Linked DNA regions of Mus musculus: all the other regions are linked to region 1. A link is a contact called in public HiChIP or PLAC-seq and promoter capture Hi-C data. All regions are on one chromosome and are shown on one strand. Each heading gives the region's core, a stretch centred on a gene start, on an enhancer-like site or on the middle of the called end of the contact. The rest is flanking DNA. Distances are from core to core; before and after follow the strand shown. Region 1 holds the start of Galnt17 (polypeptide N-acetylgalactosaminyltransferase 17). Region 2 has its middle 290 kb from the start of Gm36667. Region 3 has its middle 29 kb from the start of Gm40340. Region 4 has its middle 120 kb from the start of Gm40340.

What was found. Promoter capture Hi-C pulls out the DNA fragments that hold promoters and counts their contacts. HiChIP or PLAC-seq counts read pairs in DNA pulled down with a chosen protein or histone mark.
Region 2: a promoter capture Hi-C map of liver shows a contact between it and region 1, with 7 times the contacts expected there. The contact joins the enhancer-like site here to the promoter of Galnt17 in region 1. A contact is called at or near these places in 4 of 39 promoter capture datasets (the 3T3-L1 cell line, cranial neural crest, liver and 1 more) and 2 of 9 other capture datasets (embryonic stem cells and liver).
Region 3: an H3K4me3 HiChIP or PLAC-seq map of embryonic forebrain shows a contact between it and region 1, with 8 times the contacts expected there. The contact joins the enhancer-like site here to the promoter of Galnt17 in region 1. A contact is called at or near these places in 1 of 39 promoter capture datasets (hippocampal neurons), 1 of 115 datasets of contacts at active chromatin or transcription factors (embryonic forebrain) and 1 of 9 other capture datasets (embryonic stem cells).
Region 4: a promoter capture Hi-C map of hippocampal neurons shows a contact between it and region 1, with 5 times the contacts expected there. The contact joins the enhancer-like site here to the promoter of Galnt17 in region 1. A contact is called at or near these places in 4 of 39 promoter capture datasets (the 3T3-L1 cell line, hippocampal neurons, liver and 1 more), 1 of 115 datasets of contacts at active chromatin or transcription factors (embryonic forebrain) and 2 of 9 other capture datasets (embryonic stem cells and liver).

What each region holds. Positions count from the first base shown.
Region 1 is chr5:131,303,902-131,310,580 of GRCm38.p6, forward strand. It overlaps Galnt17 (polypeptide N-acetylgalactosaminyltransferase 17), which reads right to left and starts at 3,621. Exons shown (of 11, transcript NM_145218.3): 1 at 2,462-3,621. The coding sequence starts at 2,699.
Region 2 is chr5:133,309,339-133,316,645 of GRCm38.p6, forward strand. No RefSeq gene overlaps it. Among named protein-coding and RNA genes, the nearest start is that of Gm36667, 290 kb to the right of the region's middle. Within about 2 kb of position 2,118, at least 39 of the 459 cell types and tissues checked have an H3K27ac peak or open chromatin away from gene starts, as enhancers often do.
Region 3 is chr5:134,017,969-134,025,176 of GRCm38.p6, forward strand. No RefSeq gene overlaps it. Among named protein-coding and RNA genes, the nearest start is that of Gm40340, 29 kb to the right of the region's middle. Within about 2 kb of position 1,878, at least 11 of the 459 cell types and tissues checked have an H3K27ac peak or open chromatin away from gene starts, as enhancers often do. A contact at or near this core is called in embryonic forebrain, where this site is marked.
Region 4 is chr5:133,930,194-133,936,958 of GRCm38.p6, forward strand. No RefSeq gene overlaps it. Among named protein-coding and RNA genes, the nearest start is that of Gm40340, 120 kb to the right of the region's middle. Within about 2 kb of position 5,513, at least 5 of the 459 cell types and tissues checked have an H3K27ac peak or open chromatin away from gene starts, as enhancers often do. A contact at or near this core is called in hippocampal neurons, where this site is marked.

The DNA.
Region 1 (6,679 bases), core at 2,371-4,870:
AAGACGCCAGACACTGACCCCCAGCTTCCACGTGTATGTGTACATACGCATCCAGACCACAATAAATAAATAACAAATAGAACTACATAGAATTAGGATTCCCATTAAGAGGTGTGGCCATAACATATTTCATGTCCCTAATGGAAATGATTGCTACAATGACCTGTGTCCCTGCATCAGTGACCTGTGTCCCTGCATGTAGCTCGAGAGTGAGCAAGCTCTGACTACTTGGGGTGGGGAGGGGGTATCTCATGAATGTGTTTCTGCAGGTATCAATTCAGAAAAACAACTCCCACTTCCCTAATGTGGGTGAGCCAGGCTGGCCTTACATGCCTGATTCCCCTGCTCCACCTCCACGGTGCTGAGTCCGTTGATTTTTAATTGCTCAGGTTCGGTCCGTTTTGTCTTGAGGGGTTTTGGAGAAGAGCTTCAAACACAGCCTTGGTGGGCTGCCCTGATGGCCTGGCCTCATTACTGGTGAGAGGTACAACTGTGAATGCTAGAAAGTGCGTCAAAACCAACTGGATACTTAGAGTATGCTGCTAAGAGGACTGGGACATCTTTTCGTGAATGCAGGAGGCTGGTTGCACCCCCTCTCCTGGAATTACCCAGAAGGGATCATCAAAGGGCAAGAACAAAGCTGTCTTCCTCAGTCCTCGGCCACCTGTCACGAGGCTGGTCAAGTTTACACGGGTTACGGTTGTACCTACAGATCTATACAGTTCATTTATCAAAAATAATTTTTTTAAATCGTATATACTTTTAACGTCAGAGTTTGTGGCTAGTGGGGTAGCCTAGTGGGTAAAGACCGAGAAGTCTAAGGAGGTAAGATCCATCTTCAGGATCACATGGTAGAGGAAAGAGCTGAGTATAATAAATTGTCCTCTGGTCTCCATATGTGGTCTGTGGTATGTGTGCAGCTTCCCCAAATACAATACAATACAATGCAATACAATGCAATGCTATACACACACACACACACACACACACACACACGCACTTACTTTTAAATTAAAATTAGGTAGATAGAAATTTGTGTCTTGGGGCTAGGAAATTGGTTTGGTTGGTAAAATACTTGCCAGGCAAGCCAGAGGACCTCTGAGTTTGGTCCCTAAAACTCATAAAATAAATAAATAAATAAATAAAAACTGGGTACAGTAGCATGTATGTGTAGTCCCAGAGCTGGATTCCTGGGGTTGCTGGTCAGCCCGCCTCACTCATTCTGTGAGTGAGTGCCAGATCAGAGAGAGACCCTGTCTCAAAAAAATCCAAGGTAAATGTACCTGAGGAGTGACATTCAAGGTTGACCCCAGCCTCCAAGTGCATACACACACACACACACACACACACCCCTGCATCCAGACACATGAAAAGAAATTTATGCCTTATAACCAAGAACATGGGCTCTGTGGTCAACCAGAGTCCAAACTACTACTTACTAACACCAATCAGGACTTAGGTACTGGGTTAACTTCCCTGAGTTTGGTTTGTTCTGTTCTCCTGTGGGGGAGGGGCCAGAACCTCCAAGGACTAATGGTTATGTCCCACCATGCACGCGTGGCTCTTGTAATGCTCCTCTAGCACACAGCAACGACTGACTTATTAGCAGTCGTGACAACAGCTGGCAGCTCCAGGCCCTGGTAACATGCAGGAGGTTGGGAACAGAAAGCCAGACTTCAGTAATCACTATGTCTTCTTTATATTAGACTACGTGACACTGTGAAGACAGCAAGCATCCAGGAACCATCAGTCTCTTGAGCCAGGTGGAAGCAATATATCAACACACACACACACACACACACACACACACACACACACACACACACACACACACGCTCTTCTATGGCAACTCATTTAGAATAGTTTAGGTGAGACAAGTTCTGGAAAAAGCTACAAACCTGAATGCCAAGCCTCCTTGTTTGGCTTAACTTTGTGAACAAACCCCTGCTTCCCAGACCCACTAAGAACTTGACCCTCGATTGCCACGAGGTTCGGGAGTAGACTGGTTGTTAATAGACCACCTTGCACCCAGGCAGTGGGGAGGAAAGAGTCTGCATTCTTAGTGATGCAATCAACCTAAAGGAATAATGTATTTACTCGAGCCCTCACTTTGCAAGCCATGACACCCACTTCCCTACCAGCTCCTCCATCAAACACCATGAACTGACAGCTATTTCCTTTCTAGAGGTTCCCAGTCTGCAGTATGTTCTAAGCTGGAGTCACGAGCAGAGACCAAGAGTCGACTGTAGTGGCAGGTTTCTAGAGGAAGACCAAACTTCCAGCTGCAGTATATCATGAAAAAGAATCCGGTGGTGGTTTCTACAATAGTCCCAGGCACAGGGCAGGGATGGAAGAGAGAGATCGGGCTGGTTCAGATGTCAGCTTAGGATACAGAGAGCCAGGGAGATCACCCTGTGCCCTGCTTGCACCACGACCCACAGGCGGCAGGGCACGTCCTTACCATTAAGCTGCCTGTAGACGATGTCCTCCAGCAGCGACAAGCGCTTCAGGACCGCATCCTGGATGGGGCTGGCGCTGTGCGCGCTGAGGTTGGCCACCTCTGCGCGAGGCCGGATCTCGTGGAAGGCGTCTCCGCTGCGCACCGCGATAGGCCGACACTTAGCCAAAAAGATCACGAAGCCGGCCACCGCGATCAAGTTCAACACCAACAACACTTTGACTCTCCTCAGTGAAGCCATCAAACAACACGGCCGGTCCTTTCCCTGGACCCACGCCTCTACCAGCCTCACCTGCGAGGCGCAGGGCAGCCTGAGACGGAGTAGACCCCACACACCGAACAATGGCCGAGGGAGGGGGCAAAGGGCTGGGGGTCCCAGCTGCTGTTGACCACAAAACGCCGATTCTCTGGCGCCAGTAACCACTGGAAGGACGCGGCTGATCTCTCACATGGAAGCCCCTGGCTTGCAAAAGTGTCTCTGAAATGCCTGCTCCGTCCACAGCACGCAGTCCCTTCTACAAGACAGCAAAAGATAAAGGTCCCAGGGTCTCTCCCTGTAGAACAGCAAACAGGTTGCCTTTAGACTTTGGACCTCCTCCGCAGACGTAGACCTTCAGGAACAATCCTTTGGTAGTCGGAATGCTCTGGGGATGTGGCGGGAGTGGCGCGCAGGTGCCGGGCTCCAGCTCTGCGCCCGCCGGCGGAAGAGCGCGCCACTCCTGGAGTTGCGCGGCCGACACTCTCGCCCGCAGGCGGCCGTCGCAGGGCGAAAATAGAGTTCTTCAGCAAAGGACCCGCTCCTCAGGGCGGGTGTCTTTGTTCAGCTCACCGGCTCTCTCCATCACTCTGAGAAGAGGAAAACCCCGCGCCCCGTGCCTGCATCCTCCAGGCTCCGCAGTCACGCTCAAATCTCAATGACTCTCTCAAAGTGGAGGGGGGGACAGCAGGAAAGGGGCGGGAGCAGGGACCCAGCGCGACGTCCTCTCCGCCCCCACCCCGCCCGCAAAACTCACCAGTGCGCACAGCGCCACGGGTTCCCGGACACGTTCCAAGTCCCTACACGAGCCTCCGGGGCCTGCCGGACACACTGGCTTGTCTCGGGAGGTGGCGCGTTGCGAGGCTGGCCGGAAGGAGGAGTCGGACCTCCAAAGTCACACCAGTTGTCTACACGCCTTTCTAAATGTCGCGGGGGAGGGATGCGCGCTGGCGCCCCCGCAGCCTGTCACCACGGCCCGTGCAGCTCGTCCCAAGCCCCCAAGGGAACCAAGATCCGAGTGTCCCGATCACCGGATGCAATGACACCGCGGCTGCGGCACTAAGAGTACACACGGTCCCCTAGAGGGAATGGTGGGATAGATTGGAGCAGCTGGGAGCCAAGAGGGGATGCTCAGGTGGCGACGGAAGGCGGGGCGCGGTCCCGAGGGGAGCGGCTGCGGCGCCGACTCCTCCTTCGCGGTCCCTTGGTCACCCTCTTCCCTGAGAGCCAGTCGCCAACGCCGCTGCCACCCGCAGGCTGCGGAGCGCACAGCTAGGGGAAGCTGGCCCACTCTTGCGCGCGCACCCGGAAAGGGTGGGGGTGTCTGGAGAGAGCGGGGAGCGCGCCGGACCAAGAGCAGTCATGTCCTGTTGGCTGCTAAGGGCTGTGAGGGACCCTTGGGGTTCTCAGCGCTCTCTAAGCAGCCGGGTTTGTTCCATCCCGGCAGACGAGGAAGACATCCCTTTCTCTTGGCTTAGCTGCTCTGCTTAGCTTGGCCCGGAATGGCTAGAGGGAAAATCTGGCCTGGAGACTCGGATTCCGCTACTTTCAGAGCAAGGCCCTGTGTCCTTCTTGCTTGAGCCCTGGGAGAGTTCTGACCATCTTAGTTGGTGCTTCTGTGCTTGCCCCTACTCTGTAAACTCTTATTTTGGTGCCATGCACTTGGATTTATGGCCCTGATGGGTCTCCACAACCTACTTCTTTTCCTGAGACCCAGGAGTTCCAAAGACTGGAATCCAAACCTGCCCTCTAATTTTTTTTTTTTTTTAATTGCTTAGGCCAGAGAAAGAAACCAGACTGCCAGCAGATAAGAATCAGCTGAGTGAATTCAGGGACTCCCACTTCATTCTTCCCATCCGATTAAAGTTTGTTGCTGTTGTTCATTGGTTAGTTTTGTTTGGTTGACTTAGATTTAAGCTTTTGGTTGGAGCATGGAAGGGGGGCGGTTCAGGGGGCATGTTCGGGTTTGGGGGTTTGGAGATGGGATGTAGTTAAGCTGTTGAGCTGAAGTTGAGTGCTTGCCTAGACCTCAACTGGATATTCCCACCCCACCCCCCACCTCCAGCTCTTCACAGCCAGGCTTGCTGGTGGCAAGCCTATAATCCCAGCACTTGGAAGGTAGAGGCAGGAAGATCAGAGACTCACAAGCATCCTTGTCTATAAAGTAAGTTCCAGGTTAGATTGGTTGGGTTTCTTTTAAAAGGGAACGAAGTGTTTTCTTGTTTGCTTTTGTTTGTTTGGACCTTGATGGAGATTTTAGTGTTCCTTTGTTTATGCCATCTCAGTTAGCCTAGGCTAGTTAGCCCCTAACTGATGATTCCTGATCTCTTAACTTCACCTCCCAAATACTAGGATTGCAGTCCTAGCCACCAAGCCTGGCCCTCATTTCAATAAAGGTATTGTTGTTTGGGGGCTTGGGGGGGGGGGAGGGAGTTCGTTTTCCTTTGTTGTCCTTGGTGTTTTACACAATTAACAGCAAGCACCTTTACAGTTTTTCACTAAAAAAAAAAAAAAAAAAAAAGGACATGGAGAGCCAGGCTTGGTGGTGTGGGTGTCAAGTCTGCTACTCAGAGGTCTGAGTGACACAGGAAAAGTCCCCAGAATTCCAAACATCATACAGTCACAAAAACTACCTGCAGCTGTCAAAACCACGCCCCTGCTAGAACACGAGACAAATCACAGTCAACTGCTATGGACAATCTGAGGCAGCCTCATATCCCACACCTGGGATTAAAATGAAAACATTCTTATGTTTCTGTGTTTTTAAAGAAACCAAAATTCCCACTACAACTTCTCATGATGGAACAGTAAGTAAGATGTTTCTCTAGTCCTACTTTCTTCCTTTAAAAACAAACACAAAACTTAGTTGTGTATGTGTAGAGACGTGTGTATTTGTGCCACAGCCCATGTGTAGAGGTCAGAAGACAATTTGCAGGAGTCAGTTCTCTCCAGCCACTATGTGAGTCTCAGGGATTGAACTCAAGAAGTCAGGCTTGGCAGCAAGCCCCTTTACTTCCTTGAGCCATCTCATTGGCCTGCTCTTTTATTTTTTTATTTCTTTGGAGCCTACTCAGGATCCTTAGGGATTGAATTTTTTATAATCTACAGCGAACTGAGTACAAAAATATGGCTTGATAAAAAGCTGTCTCAAAAAGCATGGAAGAAGCACTTTCAAACATCTGTGAGGTCGGAAGGAAGTTGGGTAGGAGGGCATCCCTGGTTCTGTGTCATTCAGAGCATCAGGGACTGGATGAGGCTAGGTCTCCACAGCTGTTCATGAAGACCCAGACCGGGCAGCATCAGTAGCACAGAAGAGGGGGGCTGAAAAGGTGGAAGATGTGATATCCTTGCTCAATCCCATATCTGTGAGTCATCGTCCCCTACCCCCACCACTAACAAAATACAGAACAATCTAGTCAGGGGACAGTATAGTGTACTTATTTGACCAAAGTTTTATACGACACAGGAGCCTTCAGGCATGGGAGATGCAAGGAAAATTTGGGGTGGGTTAGGTTTGAGTTTGGGCTTGATTTCTGAGATCAATCTCACTGTAGAAGAACACAGGCTGGTCTAGAAATTATGATCCTCCGACTTAGCTACTCAAGTGCTAGGATTACAGGTGCACAGCACCATGCTCAGACTGTGAAGTGTTTAACTTTGTGCAATAAGGGATAGAAAGCCACGTAGAAAAGCAATAGGACAAAAAGGCCTGTCCTGAAAATAATAGATAACACTCTCCCACTGAGCCACACTCCAGCCCCTCACTGGGGGATTCTAGGCAGGAGCTCTACCACTGAGCCACTCCCCCAGCCCCTCCCTGGAGGATTCTGGGAAGGAGCTCTACCACTGAGCCACGCCCCCAGCCCCTCCCTGGGGGATTCTAGGCAGGGGCTCTACCACTGAGCCACGCCCCCAGCCCCTCACTGGGGGATTCTAGGCAGGGGCTCCATCCCTGAGCCACACCC
Region 2 (7,307 bases), core at 868-3,367, 2.0 Mb after region 1:
AAGTAGTCCAAATCCAGCCTGGCTGTAGTAAAACTGTCTCAAAATCCCATGAACAAGGCTAGAAATACAGTTCAACTGGCAGTGCTTTCCTAGCATGCACAAAGCACTGGGTTTCCTGCTTGACACCACATTAACCTGTAATCCCTGTACTCCAGATGTTGAGGCAGGTGGATGAATTCAAGGCCATCCCGACTACCTTGCAAATTGGGAGATAACTTACACTCAATGAAACCATGTCTCACAAAAATCCCAACCAACCAGCAAACAAACACAAGTGAGGCTGAGGAGATAGGGAGAGGGGAGAGAGAGGAGAGGAGATGGGGGGGAGAGAGCCAGAGAAGGGGAGAAGAGAGTTAGATAGAAAGAGAATGTAGAAATGAGAGAAGATAAGAGAAAGAGAGATAGACAGAGGCAGAGAGAAACAGAGGCAGGGAGGGAGAGGGGTTCACAACAACCTATTTTCTCCAATTTGGTCTGGAGAGAGAGTCTCTTATAATCATCACCTGTCAATAAAAAAAGCCAATGAGCTGAGGCAGGAAATAGGAGGTTGGACAGTGGCAGAAGGAGAGAAGATTCTGGGAAATAGTAAGGGATAAGAGAGAGGCTCGAGCTGGGCGTGGTGGTGCACTCCTTTAATCCCAGGATTCAGGAGGCAGAGGCAAGTGGATTTCTGAGTTTGAGGCCAGCCTGGTCTACAGAGTGAGTTCCAGGACAGCAAGGGCTACACAGAGAAACCCTGTCTCGGGAAAAAGGAGAGGGAGAGGGAGAGGGAGAGGGAGAGGGAGAGGGAGAGGGAGAGGGAGAGGGAGAGGGAGAGGGAGAGGGAGAGGGAGAGGGAGAGGGAGGAGAGGGAGAGAGACACTCGGAGAGAGCCAAGAGGGGAGACAACCTTAAACCAGCAGGAGATGCTGAGGAGACACTATGGAAGAAGCAGGCCAGGACTGAAAAAGTGGTAACTAACCACAAGGTAGACACAGACTAGTTTAAATGGTTAAGCAAGTTAAAAGCTAGTCAGGAAATAAGTCAAAGCTTATGGCCTGGGCACTTAATAAATAATTAAGAGTCATTATTCTGGAAGCTGAGGTTGGAAAGGAAAAACAGATTTAAAAATTATTTTAGCATAGGCCCTACCTACCTTCAATTACAAACCTGGTTTGGGCCTATTGATGAGACTCAAGTCCTGTGCTCTTTGTGCCTCACCCCGGAGCCCTGCAGTAATGAGAGTCCAGCCTTCAAAACATGCATTCTGAGATGTTTCAGGTCCAAAGCACAGCAGGTGATGTTCAATAAATATTGTCTCTGTGTGCATGTGTGTGTATGTGTGTGTGCATAAGTGCACATGTGTGTATGTGACACACATATATGTATATGTAGAAACCAGAGGTCAACCCCCACTGAAGTTCCTCAGTGCCAGGCACCTTGTTTATTTAAGACAGTCTTTTGCTGACTTGCAAATTATCAAGAGTGTTAGAGTGGTGTGTCATGAGCTCCAGGGATCCCCCTGTTTCCATGACCCCAAACACTGGGATGGTATTCTAAACATGTGCCATCACACCTAACTCTTAGATGGGTCCTGGGGATTGAACTCAGGCCCTCCTACTTTCATGGCAAGTACTTTACCAATTGAGCCATCTCTCCAGACCCTATTGCCACTTGACATGAATCACTTCTTAGCTCTACAGTGCATTAGCCCCACTAGAGAGCTTTGAATAATGAAGCTTCCAGGAGGATCACATCTCGAATCATTGTAATTAGCATCCCCAGGAATAAACAACGCTCACAGACACCTCTTGGGCCTCTGTATGGTGGCCCAACCTGAGTCTGGCTAGGATTAAGCAGCCTTGTGTTTGAAAGGCTACCTCTGATGCTTTGACCTTGAGGACTTAAGACCTGTATACATATGAGTGACAGAGACAGCATCAGGACCCAGAGGCTGCTATAGTGACCTTTCTGGGCAGGCTGGCCACAGGTAGACATGTTTGCAATTTCTGAGGAAATCTGAGATGTGAAAATGGGATTTACAGTAATAAGGTCTCCAACACAACAGGCTGTGTCAGCAGGCAGCATGGCCGCAGGCTACTGGGGAATCACAGGCAATCAGCTGCAGCAGGCTGGCGAGGCAGCTGCAGTCCACTTTGTAGCTTCTTAGGCGGGCTTTGTGCGGCTTAATGAGGCTTTCCTAGGCTCTTCTCTGCAGCCAGCTGGCAAAAAGCTGGGATTGGACAGAGAGGGCTGCTGAGACTGCCCTTTGAGCACAGGCATTTATGCTAGGAACCCCTCTGCTGTCTTCTGAGCTCCTTGTAAAGAGCAGGCTAAGGAGACAGTTTCCTAGGCAAGGTGCCTGCCACAGGAGCTCAAGGGCCTGAGTTTGATTCCCAACACCTAAGTAAAAATTTCCAGTTGTGCTTGTACATATGTTAGTAACCCTAGAGCTTGTGAGGTGTGGACAGGATTGTCTCTGAAGCTCATTGAACAGGCAATCTAGTCTATTCTGTTTTTAAGTTCCACACCAGTGAGAGACTTCATTGTGTGTATGTGGGAGGGGGTGGACAATGCACCAGAGATTATCTTCTTCCCCCACAAGCACACACATTTGTGCCTATAGGTGAACATGAACACACACACACACACACACACACACACACACCACCTCTACCGTCACCATTATCAAAAGATGATGGGGGAGGGGGAATGCCACCTCTTCTTTCAAAGCAATTGTATGTACCCTGCTGTGTTTTTCTTGGGGTTATGACTTTTGGAAATTCTGAATGGAAGTCTGAATAGCCAATGATGAGATAGGATAGCCAAGACAGCAAAGGGCTGGCTTCCCCAGCATCCATGTATCTCTCCTACATCCCGCTTTCAGTTTAGCAGATGGTAGGTGAATGCTACTAAGTATAAATGAAGCTGGGCGTTGTGTTGTGGAACACAGCTGCAAACCCAGTGCTTGGGGAGCTGCAACCAGGAGGCCAACCTATACTACACAGAATTCAAGCTATACAGTGGGTTCAAGGCCAGCATGACCTTTATAGCCAGACCCAATCTCAAAGCAAAACAAACTACCAATCAACTAGGGCTGGAAAGATGGTCTAGGGGTTAAGAATGCCTAAAACTCTTGCAGAGAACCTGCATTTGTTTCCAAGGACCCATGTCAAGCAGCTCCCAACCTCCAGTAACTCCAGCTCCAGGGGGTTTCCATACCCTTGTGGGTACCTGTACTCAATGTCTGAGCGTGTGTGTGTGTGTGTGTGTGTGTGTGTGTGTGTGTGTTTAACATAAAATAAGTTGTTTTCTTAATCAACCAAATAAATGGATAAATAATGGAAATAACAAAGCTTCTAGAATGTTCAGGTACTCTGTACTCAAAGGACATGCATTTGAGCGATGGTATGGTCTGAGCTGACTTTGAATTAACTGTTATAGCACTGACTATCCTCTAACTCATGATCCTCTTGCTTCAACTTCCCAGAAGCTGGAATTAGAGCTCTGTACTACCATAGCCTAGTTTTTGGTTCTGTACTTATTGAGAAGCAGGGGGGGCTTTCTGAGGAGGTGTCTAGTTGGACGAAACAGATAGCCAGTGGCATTCATGCATTTGACTGGTCTGAAAGCATCTAGAATCACCTAGGAGACAAACCTTGGGGTGGGCCTAGGAGGGATTTTCTAGATTGGTTTAAGTGATACAAGAAGGCTCATTCTAAACGTGGCTCTCTGTTCCTGCGCTGTTTCCCATATTGAATGAGAAGGAGACAGGAAACTGAGCGCCAGCACTCATCTCTCCCTGCTTTCTGACTGTGGATACCATGTGGCCCATCTGCCTCATGTTCTTGCCGCCATGCCTTCCCAGCTGTGACAGACTGTGACCATTCAAACTGTGAGCTAGACTAACCCTTTCTCTCCTTCCTTTGTTTTATCAGACATTTCATCTCAGCAATGAACAAAGTGAACTAATTCAAAGGGTATATCTTATCCCTGGACCCTCCTCTTTTCATCTTTGCTTCCTGACCACCATGATGTAGGCAGCCATATATATATGCAGAGGCAGGAAGCATGTGATATATATATATCATATGTATATGATATATATATATATCACATATATATCACATATATATATATATATATATATGCCTCCGTGATTACCTGCTGCACCATAGGTCCCAAAGCTACCAGACTAACCATGTACTGAATCCTCTGGCCCAGACCAAAAGCAAGTCTTACCTCCTCTTAACTTAAATCTTGTCCCCAGTGAAAGAAGGTTGTCTAACACAAAGGATAAGCCTTAGGACTGGGAGGGGTTGAGGGGAGGTTAGAGAGCTATATGCATAGAGAGAAGAGAAGGAATATCTCAGTAAGAGCAAACAAGATGTGGGAGACAGCAGTTCTCAAGGAGGGGGGACAAAAACAAACAAACAAATGAACAAACGAAAGACAGATCATCTGGAAGCTCACGGAGTCTGCCTCCAGGGCCAGGTTAATGAGTTTGTATAGACCCTGGTAACTCTTCCCAGTTGAATGGCTGTGAATGATGCATCTCCCCGTTCTATAAAAATTACATAAAAACAAGTCATTTGCTCTAATCCTCCTATTGCTAATGATTCCCAAGTGTGGGAGCTCCTTGCTCCTCTGCCTCGCCCCCATGACACAGAAAGTGTATGAAGTTTAGACATAAAGAAAGCACTTTGTTTGAGATTACATTTAGACCTTCAAAAGCAAAGGCGAACATAAATTTGGAGATGAATAAGCAGAGCACAGGAAGCCTGCCTCTCGGCTTGACTTCAATAACTTATCTCAGCGAATCCCCAGCAGAAAGCATCTTACATACTTCAGTTCTTGAGAAGATGAGACGTGAATGCTGGGGGATTAGAAGACAGAAGGGCTTTATTGCAACAGTGAACAAGCTGAAAATTACTAGGTAATGGAATCTCAGTGGGAGGCCCTCCTACCCTGCCATTAGCTAACTCTCACAATGATTGCTTCTGGATCAGCTCGGGTTATATAAACTCTGCCACAAGGCTCCCACATTGTGCACCCTCGTCTAAGCTCAGCCCAGAGACCACCACACATGAAGATAGAACTTACGGCTGAATCTTCCAGAATCTTCCACCTCATGGGACATGCTCCACAATTACCTGCTTTGGGGATGCTTTATTCTACTAGAGCTGGTTTCATTTGGGCCTCTCCTGTGTACTGTGGCTAAGGAGAAGTAGGGGACTCATACCCATCTTTCTGCAGGCTGGGCTGACTTTGTGAGGTCACTGCACTGAATGGCAAGCCTGAGCAGGGACCCTGGAAAAGATCATAATGACACTGCATCCATGAATGCTTGAGGCTTTTAGGAATGGTGGCAAAAGATCTTGGCCTCCACTACTGTATGATGACACAAGATGTATATCAGGCCAGGAGTGAGGTATACACCTCTTTCTGACCTTTCCTATAACTGCACCTGGCAGCTAGGTGTTATTCTAATATACAATTCATGGTTAGGTGGTATGGACTCTTGTGTTATGTGGTTCAACAAAACACTATATTGTAAATTTTTGCTCTTTGAGTTTGAGGTATGTGTGAGTGTGTGTTTGTGTGTGTGTGTATGTGTGTGTACTGACACTTCATGGAGAGATATGAACACAAGTCAACTCACCCCAGATAGGGAAATAACAACAGAGCAAAGTAAATCTATCACCCAACTCCAACTGGGTAAACTAGTGAGTTATTTTAATGGCTTATAGAAGTATGGCTGAAGGGTTACTTACAGGAGCAGAAATGGCTCAAAGGTAGCAAAGTCACCAAAAACTCAGTCCTTAATAGCTAGAAACTCATGAAATCTTCAAACATGGAGCTCAAACCAATAACTTACAGGAGATTAAACAGTTTGAAGTGTCTTCTATATGACTAAGCTGGTCTGAGCCTCCTTCAGATTGTTTCAGTGGATGGTGTCCTCTAGAAAACTCATCTAATCTGCATTCTAGGTAGCTTGGCTTCTCTCAGCCTCTTCTACATAGCATGGCTTGTCAGAGTGTGTCTCTCAGCAGTCCTTATTGCTTATATAAGCTTGGGAAGAAGGGGCTGTGGGAATTTGGTCAGTTTCAGGAACTTCCTGGATTGGGTTGTTTACTTCATGAGTTTCCCTGGAGGATGGAATGTTATCATTCCTTTATAACATCCTATATCTTAAAGGGGCTTCCCTCTTTTCCTTCCTCAAACATCTGAGATGTTTGATCTCAGAGGAACTTGCTACATCACAATATAGTATATAAGTGTGTATGTGTGTGTGTGTTTGTTGTATGCGTGCACGTGCTGTGTGTGTTGTGTACATGCATGTGTATATGTGTGTTTATAACAGGCTCATGTGATCATGAAGGCTAAGAATTCCTATAATCCTCTTCCATCTGCAAGCAGAACTAGGAAGGCCAGTGGCATAACTCAGTCCAAGTCCAAAGGCTAAAGATTCTAGAACACAGTCAATGACTGTCCTAAATCCAACAAGATTTAATTCTTCCTAGCTATTGCCTTTATTTCAGAATCCCATCATGCTGATTAATGCTCACCTACACTGATGAGGGTGAATATTCTTTTTTTATTTAAAAGTTTGTTATTTTTTTAAAAATGTGTGTTCATGTACACACATACACATGAGTGAAATGACTAAAGATAGAGGCCTCGAGAGAGTGTGAGTTTCACTGGAGCTAGAGGGTTCTAGGAACTGAGATCCTGTCCCCTGCAAGAGCGATGAGCACTCCTACGCTGTGAGCCACCTCTCCAGCACAGCACAAGATAGATCTCCCTTACTTAGTGAAGAGCTCTCTCACTTTGAAACACTCCCTCAGATACACTTAGGCTTATGGTTTGGATATTGAATGTTCTTTAAGGCTCACATTTGGAATGCTTGGTGGTCCCCAACTGCAGTGCTATTTTTGGGATGCCATCAAACCTTTAGAAGTGGGTCGTTGGGGATAATATACTGAGGGTATATGGTCTGTTTTCTACTTATCTACCAAAATGGGGAAAGTAGCCCCCTGCCCCTCCATGTTCCTGTCACACAATGGTAACAGCTCTACCATTTCTTCCTTAGCACTATATACAAACGGATGCAGGAAGTGATACTGGAACATCCTATGAAAGTTCACATATCAGCTATTTAAAGGCAGGACCTCACTTAGTATCCCAGAACCAGGGTACCACAGTCTTCTGGCTGCTCCCTGACCCTGTGCAAGTAACTTCCAGTGAGATGGGTCTCCAATTGAGTGTCTTAGGGACCAGAGTAAAGCAGAGATTGTGGGAGCCAGACCCAACAATTCTGCTTCCTG
Region 3 (7,208 bases), core at 628-3,127, 2.7 Mb after region 1:
CAGACTTCATACAGCCACAAGGAGGCTTGGTCCGTCTACCCAGTGGATAAGTGAGAACTAAAAGAAAGAGTGCGGACAAACCTCCAGTCATTTGGAGCTCGAATTTTGTCTCTGTTGCTGTCATAAAATACTCTAACCAAAAGCAACTTGGGGGAAGAAAGGGAAATTCATGTATTAATACATCACTGAAGGAGGTCAAGGCAGGAATTTGAAGCAGAAACCATGGAGTAATATCTGCTTGTTAGCTTGCTCACAAATTCATGACTAGACAGCTTTCTTATACAGCCCAGGACCACCCGCATAGGGAATGGTGCTGCTCACAGTGGACTGGACCCTCTTACATCAATTAACAATCGAGGCAACCCCCAAGAGACATGTCCTCAGGCCAATCTGATCTAGGAAACCCCTCAATGGAAACTCCCTTCTCAGGTAACTCTAAGCCGTGTCGAGTTGACAGTTAAAGCTAACAGGACACGCAATCTGAAGGTGAAGAAACACCTTTGGTCTCTCGATATTTTTTTTTGAGGGCTTCAACTCAAAGAATGCTTACACAAGCCAGAGCTGAGAGATAACTCAGTTGGTAAAGTGTTTGCTGCTCAAACAGCAGGACCTGAGTTTGATCCCCAGAACAACAACAGCAACAACAATAACAAAACTACCACAGCTACGGCGATGTACAAAATGAGCACTGGGGAGGCAGAGACAGAACCCTGGGGTTCGCTAGTTAGCCATTTTTTTTCCTAGCTTGGTGAATTCCAGGTTCTTCTGAGAGACCCTAACTCAAACAACAAGGTGGGCCAGTGAGAGCTCAATGGATAAAGGCCTTGCTACCAAGCCTGACAACTAAGTTTGATCTCCTGAACCCCTAATGATGAATGGAGGGACTGACCCCTCAAAAGTTGTTCTCTGGCTTCCACAAGTATACTGTGGTGGGCATACATATACAAGTATGTGCATACAATAAATGTTAAATATTCATTCATATATATTTATTACATGGGACTGGAGAGGTGGTTAAGAGCACTTACTGCTCTTGTTAAAAACCTAAGAACAGTTTCCAGCACCCACAATTTGGCACACAATGGCCTGGAACCCTGTAACCATAGCTCCAGGGAAGCCGATAAGTTGTTCTGGTCTTTGTAAGTACCTGCATTCATCTCTCTCTCTCTCTCTCTCTCTCTCTCTCTCTCTCTCTCTCTCTCTCCTATCTCCTATCTCTCTTCTCCTCGGTGTGTATGTGTGTGTGTGTGTGTGTGTGTGTGTGTGTGTGTGTGTGTATACCTGATGCTGTATGTCTACATACATGTGCCTCTGTGTCTATGTATCTCTTTCTGTATCACACATACCCACATACTTAAAAATAAAATATTTTTAATACAGATGTCATTTTCAGGTGGTGGATGGCACATGCCTTTAATCCTAGCACTCAGGAGGCAGAGGTAGGCACATCTCTGGGTTTGAGGCCAGCTTGGTCTACAGAGAGAGTTCCAGGACAACCAGTGATACACAAAGAAACCCTATCTTGAAAATACATATGAATGGCTTATGAGAAAAGACTTCTAACGGGTTGACCTCCTACACACATTTGTACTAACACACATAAACATATACATGCACACACACACACACACACACACATGCACACACACATGCACACATACATGGACACATGCAAACATATACACATGCACACACACACACACACACAAACACTTTGTCCCTTGGACAGCCAAGGGCAGTGTTGAAATAAATATTCTTCCTCTCATGCCGATCCATCAGGGCTGGTCACTAAATTCAACTCACAGAATCCAAGTGAGCCCACCCAGCCCTGTCCCTCTGCTGTGCTCAGAGTCTGACCTGCCTCATTGACATGCAGCAGTTGTAGCTGAGGCCCCCCGCTTCCAGATCACTGAGAACTAGTGCTGATTTGAAAATGTCAGGCTCTCGTTAGCAATTCCGATGGCCACGGCGGTAATTACGCCTTTTCATGTTCCGGCGTGTTACACCGCATCAAAACTGACACAGAAGCCTGGTTTTATAATATCACGGCCTGGAAATAAATGTCTAGAATGATATGAAAATGTACTAGGAAGAGATTAATAACTGTTCTTCTAGGAAGAAAGATAGCCCTTTTCAACCACTATATTATATATTTTTCCCCTCTTAGAAAAAAGTCTCTCTGATAGCGACTCTCCTTGAGGGGCACTGAATTATGTTATCATTCACAAGCTGTAATCACCTCTGTCAGCAGCTAGGCTGAGCCACCAAAGGCAGCTGGAGGGGAATCCAGAAGCAGAAGAGGCAAGGAGTGCCAAGCAAAAGACTCGAATAGATGCCTCTGAGCCCAGGTCAACCCCAGCCCAGAGTTCTCCTTCCCAGAGGCACAACCTTAGTCTCCTGATCTATGGGCACCTCCAACAAAGCAGGATAGTTGCCTAGGTGTCAAGGAGGCACCAATTTGATGAGGGTGATGGTGCACACCTGTCATCCCAGCACTCGGGTGGCATGAAGCAGGAGCATTGGGCAGTCCAGGTCAATATGGGTTACAAATCCAGACTTTGTCTCAAAATATTAACAATAACAAAATATATCAGTTTACCCTGCATATTAGCCAGGGTTAGAATGAATATAAATAGAATGAATGATAGAAGCCGAGCATGGTGGTGCACACCTTTAATCCCAGCACTTGGGAGGCAGAGGCAGGTGGATTTCTGAGTTCGAGGCCAGCCTGGTCTACAAAGTGAGTTCCAGGACAGCCAGGGCTATACAGAGAAACCCTGTCTCGATAAAAACAAAAACAAAAACAAAAACAAAAACAAAAACAAAAACAAAACAGAATGAAAGATAGATAGATAGATAGATAGATAGACATTCACTATATCATATATATATATATATATATATATATATATATATATATATATACATATATATATACATATATATATATGCACTGTGGTCCAGCTAATCTAACAATGGCTGACTGTAAACAGAAAGTCCAAGAACCCAGTAGTTGCTCAGTCCACAAGGCTGGATATCTCAGCTGGTCTTCAGTGTACACTGGAATCCCTAAGAATCCCTAGGCTCTAATACCAATGAAGGAATGGATGTGCTAACAAGACAAGATCAAGCAAATAAAGAGAAAAAGTAAATTTTTCCATGTCCTTATATAGGCTTCCAGCAGAAGGCATGGCCCAGATTAAATGTGTGTCATCCTGATTAAAGGCATGTGTCTTCCTACCTCAAAGGTCAGGATTAGAAATGGATCCACCTACTTCAAATTATTTCAAAAAAAAAATCATTCACAGGTGTGCCCTTCATTTTTGGATTTTAGTTACTTCCAGATGTAGCAAAGCTGACAAGCAAGATTAGCCATCACACACTGAATGTAGAAGAGTTTGTCTCTCTGGGCTCAACAAGGACCATCCATCTAAAGAGTACAACCAGGGAGGGAAGGGGGAGGGGGAGGAGAGGGGAGGGGGAGGAGAGGGGAGGGGGAGGGGAGGGGAGGGGAGGGGGAGGGGAGGGGAGGGGGAGGGGAGGGGAGGGGGAGGGGAGGGGGAGGGGAGGGGAGGGGGAGGGGAGGGGAGGGGAGGGGAGGTGGAGGAGAACAAGGATGAGGGAAAGAAAAAGAGGGGAAGAAAGGAAGAGGAGGATGGATGCAAATGGAAATAGGGATTGGTGGGAGGAGGGAAGGAATGTAGAATATGATGGGGGAGGAGAGAGAAAGAAGAAAGAAGAGAGTAGGAGAGGAAGAAGAGAAGAGGATTGGGAGCGTGGTGGTTTGAGTAAGAAATGACCCCATGGGCTCGGGCATTTGATCACCTTGGTAGGTCAGTTGGTAGGACTCTTTGTAGAGATGATACAGCCTAGCTAGAGGAAGTACTCCACTAGGGGCAGGCTTTGAGCGTTGGTAGCCTCTCCCTGCTTCTGGTTCATTCTCTCTGCTTTATGCCTGCAGTTAAAGATGTGAACTCTCCCCCTCCTTGCTCCGGCCTGCTGCCTGCTGCCTGCTGCCATGCCACCCCTCCATGGTGGACTCTTATTCTTCTAGAACCATAAGCCCACATAAACTCTTCTTTCTACAAGCTGCTTTTGGTCATGTGTTTTATCACAGCAATAGAAAAGGTAACTATACAATCACCATCAGAATTCAGCTCCTTCGGGAAGAATGAGCTCGTGGGTTCTACCCTAGTGATACCATTAATTCACAAGGGGAGACAGACATAGAGAACTGGAAGTTTGAAGCCATCTTGGACTTACATAGCCAATTCAAGACCACCCTGGGCTCGTGAGATCCTGTCTCAAAAGAAATAAAAAGATTGAGCTTAAGAGATGGCTCAGTGGTTAGGAGCACTTAAATGTGTGTATCATCTCTAAAGCAAACAGCAATCTTCAATAGGCAAGAATGGGCAAGATTAATGAAGCCAGCTACTGCCAGCTGCTTACAGGGACTTGAAGGCTTTCAGTGTCACTCCATAATGATGACAGAGAAATTAGAACTAATTAAGAGAAAATGGAGCCGAGAATGGTCTGGTGGGTCCTTTCTAGCTGAGCCTAGAAGTGCCCCCAGCTCTCTTGGAGACTGTGTGCTGCCCAGACTTCTCGTTACTGTGACAGATACCCAAGGCCAAAAATAATTTGCAGGAGGAAAGGCTTAACTGGGCTCAGAGGTGGCTGCCTCTGTCACATTGGGGTTATGGTGAAGTGGGCCATTATGACAGTTGAAACACACAGTGGAGGCTGCTCACCACAGAGGCTGGGAACAGAAGAGCACGTTTGTGCCAAGGTGTTTCATCCTTCCTCCTCTTTTATTCTACACCTTGTGGGATGTCTGTCCATATTCAAGATTGGTCTTTCCAAAATCTCCCAGGACACACCCAGAAGTGTTCTTTACAAATCTCCCAGGTGTCTCTCCAATCCAATCAAGTCCACAGTCAAAATGCACCACAGAGTCCGGAGAACCTCTTAGATGGACATCTTAGGTCACTAGCCCCACCCTCTATGTCCTTTAGAAATGCAGAATCCAGGAACGTGGGAGATCTTTCAGTGAACCAAGCGCTTGCTCTGCAAACAGGAGAAATCTCAAGTTTGAATCTCCAGCACCCACATAAAAGGTGGGCATGGCTATGCGCACCTGGACCCCAGGCACTATGGGAACATAGGGACAGGAGGATCACTGAGGCTCTGCTCCAGTTTGCTTCCTGCTGCCGAGATCAATAATATGACCAAAAGCAGACAGGGAGGTAAGGGTTTATTCTAGCTTACTGGCTACAGTCCATCTTGAAGCCAAAGGCAGGAGCTTAAGAAAGAAACCACGGGGATGCTGCTCACTGCCTCATGTGCTCTGTCTCATACTCAGCTACCTTTCTTATGTAGCCCAGGCTCACAGTGGGCTGGGCCTTCCCTACATCAATCAGAAATGAAGGGATTCTTCTGTCCAGGTGTTTCTGGTTGACACCAAGATTATCCATCCTAGGCTCCATGATTCAATTTATGATTTAGCTCCAGATTCAATGAGAGGCCCTATCTCGAAGGAAGAAGGTAGAGAGTAATACATCAGACTACCCAACATCCTCCTCTGGCCACTGCACACATGAGGTCATGTGCCCATACATACATATCACACATATACCACATAAACTCACATAAACACATATATACATATAAATAGACTGGCTGATCCACGAATAGGTAGATAGGTACATAGACAGATATTTTTTTCTTTAAGCCAAACATAGTGATACACACTTGTAATCCTTTTTTTTTAAAGATTTTATTTACTTATTTTATGTATGTGTGTACACTGTAACAGTACAGATACAGATGGTTGTGAGCCTTCATGTAGTTAATGGGAAATGAATTTTTAGGACCTCTGCTTGCTTTGGTCAACCCTTCTCGTTCTGGTTGGCCCCGCTCAGGCCCAAACGTTTTATTTATTATTATACATAAGTACACTGTAGCTGACTTCAGACCCACCAGAAGAGGGCGTCAGATCTTATTACAGGTGGTTGTGAGCCACCATGTGGTTGCTGGGATTTGAACTCAGGACCTTTGGAAGAGCAGTCAGTTCTCTTACCTGCTGAGCCATCTCACCAGCCCCACACTTGTAATCCTTATTGGAGAGGTAGAGACAGGAGGATCGCTGTGCTCACTGGCCAACCAGCTTTGACTAATTAGTGCGATCCAGGCGACATCAGAAAACAAGGTGAATGACCAGTGAGATGGCACAGCTGATAAAGGTGCTTCATGCACAAACTTTGTAATCTAAGTCCCATCTGCAGAACACACATAAAGGTAGCTGGAGAAAGACCCTACTCCATAAAGCTATTATCATACATGAACACATGTGCCATGGTATGCACACATGCACACATTATACACACAAAAAATAATAAGTAAATATTTTTAAAATAAAAATAAATATAATCTTAAAAGCCATAAATGATGTCCTGAGGGACAACAGCTAATGTTACCCTCTGGACCTCATACCTAGACACAGACACAAGATATTCATAATCCACTAAACAAGGACAGAGAGATAAGGAAGTCAGCTCAGATGAGTATTGCCAACTGAACAAGCTGGATAGGACCAGGCAGGGACAGAACGGTTGATTTTATTCAAAGCATTTCTTAGGCCAGTGAGATGATTCAGAAGGGAAAAGTACTTGCTGTGAAATCCTGACAACTTCAACCCAATCCTTAAAGTCCACATAAGAAAAGCCAGACAGTGGTGTACATCTATAGTCCTGGCAGCCCTATAAAGAGAAGGGCAAATGGACCAGGAGACTCACCAGGAACCTCACGAGAGCCATAGCATGCATGCATTCACATGCCAAGATACACACAAGAACACACATACACACACTGTGGTTTTAAATTTTAAATAGATAAGATAAGTAGAAAGAGGGCTGAGAGATAGCTCAGGGGTTAAGAACACTTGTTGCTGTAGCAGAGACCCCAAGTTTGGTTCGCAGAACTCGTATCAGGTGATTCACAACCAGCTGTAACTGCAGTTCTAAGGGATCTGGCGCCCTCTTCTGTCCTCCATAGGTGTCAGCATTCATGTGCACATAACTATACAGAGATAAACACATAAGCTTAATTAAAAATAAATAACTGACTATTATAAATAAGGCTGCTATGAACATAGTGGAGCATGTGTCCTTCTTACTGGTTGGGACATCTTCTGGATATATGCCCAGGAG
Region 4 (6,765 bases), core at 4,263-6,762, 2.6 Mb after region 1:
ATGAGGTGTTTCTGCCTTTGGGAAAAGCAAGCTGGTAGCATTGATCACAAAATTAAAACTGAATCTCCTGTGACCCAGATTTCTATCCTACCAAGTGATGGCATAGAAATGAAGCTCACCATCTGTGAACAGCCTTACTCACCCTGTGGCAAAAATCTGGACGCAGAATAAATAGGTGAATAAGAAGCCAAATACTTAATGGTCCACCCACACCATAGAGAGAATGCACAGCCATTAAAAAGAGAAGGTCGGGGAAAGAGAGATGGATAGAAATCTGATAACCGGGGTTCCACCCCTCGGATGTGCAGGGCTGAAGGAGAGAGCTGACTCCTGAAAGTTGTCCCCTGATCTCCACAAGCACACACACGTGCACACACACGTACACACAAAAGTAAATAAACTGGCAAACAAATGTAGTTTAACATTTTTAAAAAGATGTCGGAGTCTGCACAGATGGTTGACAACGGTGTTTCTCAAGTTTTATGCATAGATCACCTCCAATAGGTACACTGAGCATATGTGTGTAGCATCAGATAGAAAATCAACATCTAGAATGCCACGAACAATTAACAGTTAAGTGAAGTTTGCTTAGCCTCCCAAGAAGCAATATGATCTTCCATAAGAAGGCTCTCTTTCGAGATGTCTCAGTGGGTAAGACTTCTGTCAAGCAAGCATGAGGTGTGCAAATGTGGGTCCCTGAAAGGCAGCCTGTTTTCTGATTGAGCTAGGTTTAAACCCTGGAGACCCAGCAGGTGTTCCTACAAGGGACAAAAGGCCATTTGCCAGATCCCCAGACACCAGGCTCCTGACACGAGGCCTCAGCTCCATAATTCTGTGGCCATCAGTCATGTAGGGCAATGCCCCAAGCCTCTAGTATTCTGCCTAGATTCCACCCCCACAGTTACCTGGCAACAGCCAGGTAGGCAGGCCCACCAAAAAAAGGGCTGCTTGCCCCCCTCCTCCCTCTCTTACTCTCTTACTCTTGCCTCTCTTGCCCTCTTGCTCCCCCTCTCTCCACATTCCCTTCCCTCCCTCTCTCCACGTGGCCATGGCCGGCCTCTACTTCTCTACTCTCTCCCTCTCTCTACCTTTCTCTGCCTCTACTACCCTCTTAGTTTCCCTTCCCTAACCTTAGGCTCTCCCTGAGAAAGGGGGGTATGGTCTCACTCATCACTACTCTCCTCCATGACAATAAATGCCTTAAAACCATGGACTGCCTCTTCTCATCGGGACCCACTGTGCGGAGCAGTGGAGCAGGTCTTCCTCTAAAGAGCCATGCCTAATCAAACACAAGAGACCTCCCTACATTCTCAGCCATGGTCTCCACCAAGCCAAGCCCACTGAACAAGCCAGGAACACTCTTCTCCCCATGGGAACCAACCGGATCTCTCCTCCTGCCCCGGACTAGAGCCAGCTCTGTGGACCCCCACTGTTCTCAGCTCTTCTGTGGCATCCAGTGGCATCTAGGATGTCCAAAAGTCTTGAAAACCAGCAGATCTCAGCCTCCATGCATGCTGGGACATACCCCCTCCCAGCCCGACTCTGGCAGTTCTGCGGGGACCTCAGACTGCGCTTCCCTACCCCTAGAGCGGGATCCTGCGGTTTCTCACAGCCCGAGGGGGGGGCAGTCTGGGGTGTGCACCATCAAACTTCCTGAGTCTGCCTCCACGAGTGGCCCTAGTCCTGTGGCGGGCCTGATGTGGGACACCATTCTAACCCATGTGCAAGAATGAGAAACAGAGCTCAGAACCCAAGCAAATGCCAGGTGGGCATAGTTACCTGTCTATGATCTCAATACAGGAAGGGGAGAGTTTTGGGTGAAAGCTGGATAATGAAGCTATCCAAAATGATAAGCTCATTGTTCAGTGAGAGAATCTGCCTTGGTATATAACACTAAGAGGGATGCACGAAAATACCTCAGGTACCCACATGGACCCACCCACCCATACACCCATATACATGCAAGTATATATGTGTGTGTGTGTGTGTGTGTAGGTGTGTATATATACATATACTATATGTATGTGTATACATATATATAATATATATATGGGAGGGGTGTGCACTACACACATACACATGAAAAAAAAATATTCTCTAGGGGCTGGAGAGATGGCTCAGTTAGCCTTCTTCCAGAGGACCTGAATTCAATTCCGTCCCCAGCACCTACAGCAGTCAACTGATAGCAGCCTATAACTCCAGTTTCCTGGGATTCAACAGCCTCTTCTTACCACTATGGGCATCAGAACGTGTCACAAACACTTTAACAGACATACACAGAGACATAGACATGAACTGCATGCCCCAGGGTGAGGTGGTATCCAAAGTGGGGCTCACCTTCTCTTAGGAAAAGGAGTAGGGGAGATAGAGGGAGGGATTTTAAGGGTGGGATTGGGAAGACAGGAGGGTGGGGGGCTGTGATCAGTATGTAAAGTGAATAAAAATAAAATTAATAATAATAATAATAATAATAATAGTGTAAACGTGTAACATTCCCTCTTTCCTTCTTCCCTCCCAGCCTCTTTTTCCCTCTTCTTCCCCTTCTCCTTTTCTACTCCCCTTTGCCTCTCTTCTTCCCCACTGCTACAAAATAAGCAATTTCCCTCCATCTTGTGCTGGCTATCACAACTCTCTACTTCCTTACAGACCTAAAGCTATGAGGTCAAGCAACTATGGACCAAAATCTCTGAAACCATAAACCACAGTACATCTTCTTTCCTTTAAGCAGTGTCTTCTCCAGTGTTGTGTCACAGTAACAGACAGCCAACTCATAACCAACCTCTAGCTGGTGAATACCTATGCATCCTAAAAGATCTATTTAAATTTGCACTCCATCTGTAAAAGAGTTCCCAATTAGTCACCTTGTCCTCCTCTCTGCATTTGCAGTCCTTACCCATCTGATAAATTCCATTCATTTCCTAATTTTCTATTGTGACCCCTAAAGGGAGACCACACCTGATTTACCTCTTGTTGTCCTCTAGATACCTGGTTTCTCCCTAAAAGGCACACGTGTTAAAAGCTTAGTCTCTAGCTGATGGTACTACTGACCATGATGAGCTCATGAGGGTCTTCCCTTCTGTGGATTAATCCATTAATGAAGTCAAAACTTGAAGGCCACATTGTGGGGCCCTGGGGGGAAAGAGTCTTAGAAGACTTTCTCAATGAAGAAAGTAGATCACTTTGAAGGCTATCTTACCCCTGACCATTTCCTGTCTCTTCTCTCTACTTCCTGTCTGCCATGATGTGAGTAGCACCCACCAGACACTCCTACAGCCAAGACAGACAGCCTCACCTTAGGCTTGAAACAATAGAACTTGCCGAAGAAGGATAGAAATCCCTGAAACTGTGACCCAAAATGAATCTATACTTCTTTTATATCTCTCCTCAGATGTTTGTCTCCGCGACAAAATGTCTGGGTACTTTTGTGACCTCTGTCATCTAATGCTGAGCATGAAGTACGTCATTCATGAATGAAGGATTGGAATCCAAACCAAAGCTTTTTAACCTGCCATATAAATGCACTGGCAGCAGGAGACTCCTTGAACAATGGTTCTTCCATCTTGCACAGCTCTGAGGTGCTAACAAATGGATTTAATGATGAAATGTCTTTCATTGGGCAACATAGCAAAAGTAAGTAATGATGTCATCAAAATCTAGAATTTTACGAGAGGTAATGTCAGAGCCAAATGGTCCTTCTTAGTGAGGGTTGCTGGAACAGAGCAACAGGTAGCAGGTCAGCCGGCGAAGAGCTGAGAAGTGGTCATGTGAACAAACAACATTGATGGGGACAGCTCATGTCTGTGAGGTGAATAGTCCCCTTAATGTGGAGGTGCCAATCAAGCTGGCAAGAGACACTCTGTACTATAAGAAGGGTGTGTGTGTGTGTGTGTGTGTGTGTGTGTGTGTGACACATGGGATATGCACCCATACACAGGTTTGTGTAGTCCTTTTTTTTTTGGTGAGGGTCTTCGCTGGCCTGGAGCTTGCCAAAGCTGAATGGCCAATAAGTCCCAGGAATCCCCCCTTATCCCACGTCCCCAGTGCTGGGATTACAATATGCACCTGGCTTTTGTATTTGGGTTTCAGGGCTAGAACTCAGGTCCTCATGCTTGGACGGCAAGCATGTTGCACACCAAGCTGTCTCCGTAGCCCCATTTTTGCTTTTTTATTTTATGAGCAGTAATTTCCACTGCTGTTTACACAGATGTGCAGCTCTAGAGTAAAGAGGAAGAGCCTGTCAGTCAGGGTTCCTACTGCTGTGATGAAACATCATGACCACAGGAAGGTGAGGAGAAAAGGGTTTATTCACCTTACACTTCCACATCACTGTTCAACTCCAAAAGAAGTCAGGACAGAAACTCAAGCAGGGCAGGAACCTGGAGGTAGAAGCTGATACAGAGGCCACGGAGGGATGCTGTTTACTGGTTGCTCCTCAAAGCTTGCTCAACCTTCTTTCTTACAGATCACCAGCCCAGGGATGGCAAGACCCACAATGAGCTGGGCTCTCCCCCACTAATTAAGATAATACTCTACAAGCTTGCCTACAGCCCACTCTTAGGGAAGCATTTTCTCAGTTGGGGTTTCCCCTCTCAGATGACTCTAAGCCTGTGTCTAGTTGGCATTAAATTAGCCAGCACGGAGCTCCAATCTCAATGTCAGTGAGCAAGATACAAATACCAGAGTATTGATAATAGTAGGATCTTTTTATTCATGTATATTGGCATATCTGGGGGTCAGGTATATGTACATATGAATGTGGTACCTCAGACACAACAGAAGCCCTGGAACTGTATTTCCAGGCTCTTGTGAACCCTCTAATGTGGATACAGGAAACTGAACTCAGGTCCCCAATGAGAGACGTATGAGCTCTTAACTGCTGAGCCATCTCTTCAGCCCGTGAATGGTAAGAATGTTAGAGTCTGGGCTCCAGTCCATCTCCTTGGAGGCTCTGGAGTCTCCTTTGACTACAGGATTTTCTGTGGATCCTCGTTGGCTAAGAGCCTCATGGAGGACACGCCTTCCCCAAGTTCCCATAGCTTCTCCTCCTCTTCGAGTAAGGAAGCAATTGGTAAGTGGGTGATCAGTGATAACATACTGCCTGGCAGCAGATGGTATCTATATTTAGAGGCCCTTCAGAGGAAGAATTAATGCCATTAAGAACACATCACAGGCCGAGAAAATGAGAGTGGCAAGGTGTTCCAAATAGCTCAGAAAACAAAAACAGAAAAGGAAAGAGAAGCCTGCATGTGTGTCCTCTGAGGTAGCTATAACAACCCCTCAAATTCAGATGCTAAAGCGATAGATAACTCCCAGATTTGGACATACTGACTATACAAAAGTTTAAAGGTCATTAAAGAAGTAATTTAGATAAAATGAGGTCATATGAGTGGGATCTAGTCCAACGTTCCCGGTGTCCTTTAGAGAATCAGTACACAGATACACATGGAGAAAGGGACAGATGGGACACACGGAATAGCCACCTGGGGGCTGTGAGATAGCTAAGTGGGCAGATATTTTACTGCAGAAGTGTGAGGACTGGAGTGCAATCCTGGGAGGAGTCCACATTAAAGATAGAAAGCTGAGCATGATGGCATGCTAGGGAAACAGAGAAGTGGCTCCCTGGGTCTCCCTGGCCGACCAGCATCGTCTATTCAGCCAGTTCCAAGCCAGTGAGAACCCTGTATAAAGAACAAAGGGAATAAAATTCCACACATGCACACACTCCTGTACACACATGTGTACCAACATACATGCATATTATGTGCACAAACAAAAAGAAGACAGCCAACTACAAGCAATAGAGAGTAGTCTTCAAGGGAACTATTAGAAACAGCCATGATAGCCATGACAGCCATGCCCAGAGTTTTCTTTTAGGTGACTCTAGAGCCTATCAAGTTGACTATCAAGATTAACCATCACAACCCTCCTGCCCATACATATACTCATTCGTTGGGTTTGCTGTACATTTATTAAGCATCTCCACTCTCCAGGAGAGGGAGCAACTTCCTGGAAAAGTCATGACTGAGCAGAATCGTACAGAACACAGCCGTGAGAAGAGGCAGTGTTGTAACAGAAAGCAAATCTTCCAACTTCAAAGAATCCTTATCCTTCCAAAACATTTGAAAAAAAGTAATAAATTCTGTGTTTGATCAATCTGGAAAGACAGGTGCTTCCGTTAATAGCAGGCGAGCAAGGAGGGAGGAATGTCATCTCAGCAGTAGGAACCGGGTAGACAGAGGTCAATGAGATTCAGTCTCTATTATCAACTTGATGGGATCTAGAATCACTCGACAGCACGCCTCTGGGCATGCCTGTTAGGGATTATCTAGGTTAGGTTAATTGAGGTAATGTATTGGTTGATTGTCACTATCAGCCTGACACAAACCAGAATCACTCACGAAGAAAGTCTCAATTAAGGAATTATCTAGATCAGGTTGTCCTGTGAGCATGACTGAGGGGATAATCTTGACTGTTAGCTGAGATGGGGAAGCCCACCCTGATTGCAGGTTGCACAACTTCGTGGGCTGGACCATGGACTACACAAGAGTAAAGAAAGTCAGCAGAGTGTAAGTAACAGGCAAGCCAGAAACATGAACACATTTGTCTCTCTCTGCTCTTGACTGTGGATATGATACTTTAGGCTCCTGCCTTGACTTTTCCTAGGTGATGAACTGAAATGAGGGATGAAATGGGGGTAGAGGAGGAATCAAGGCAAGAACTCAAGGCAGCTATAGCCAAGAGCACAGGAAAACAAATGCATCCATG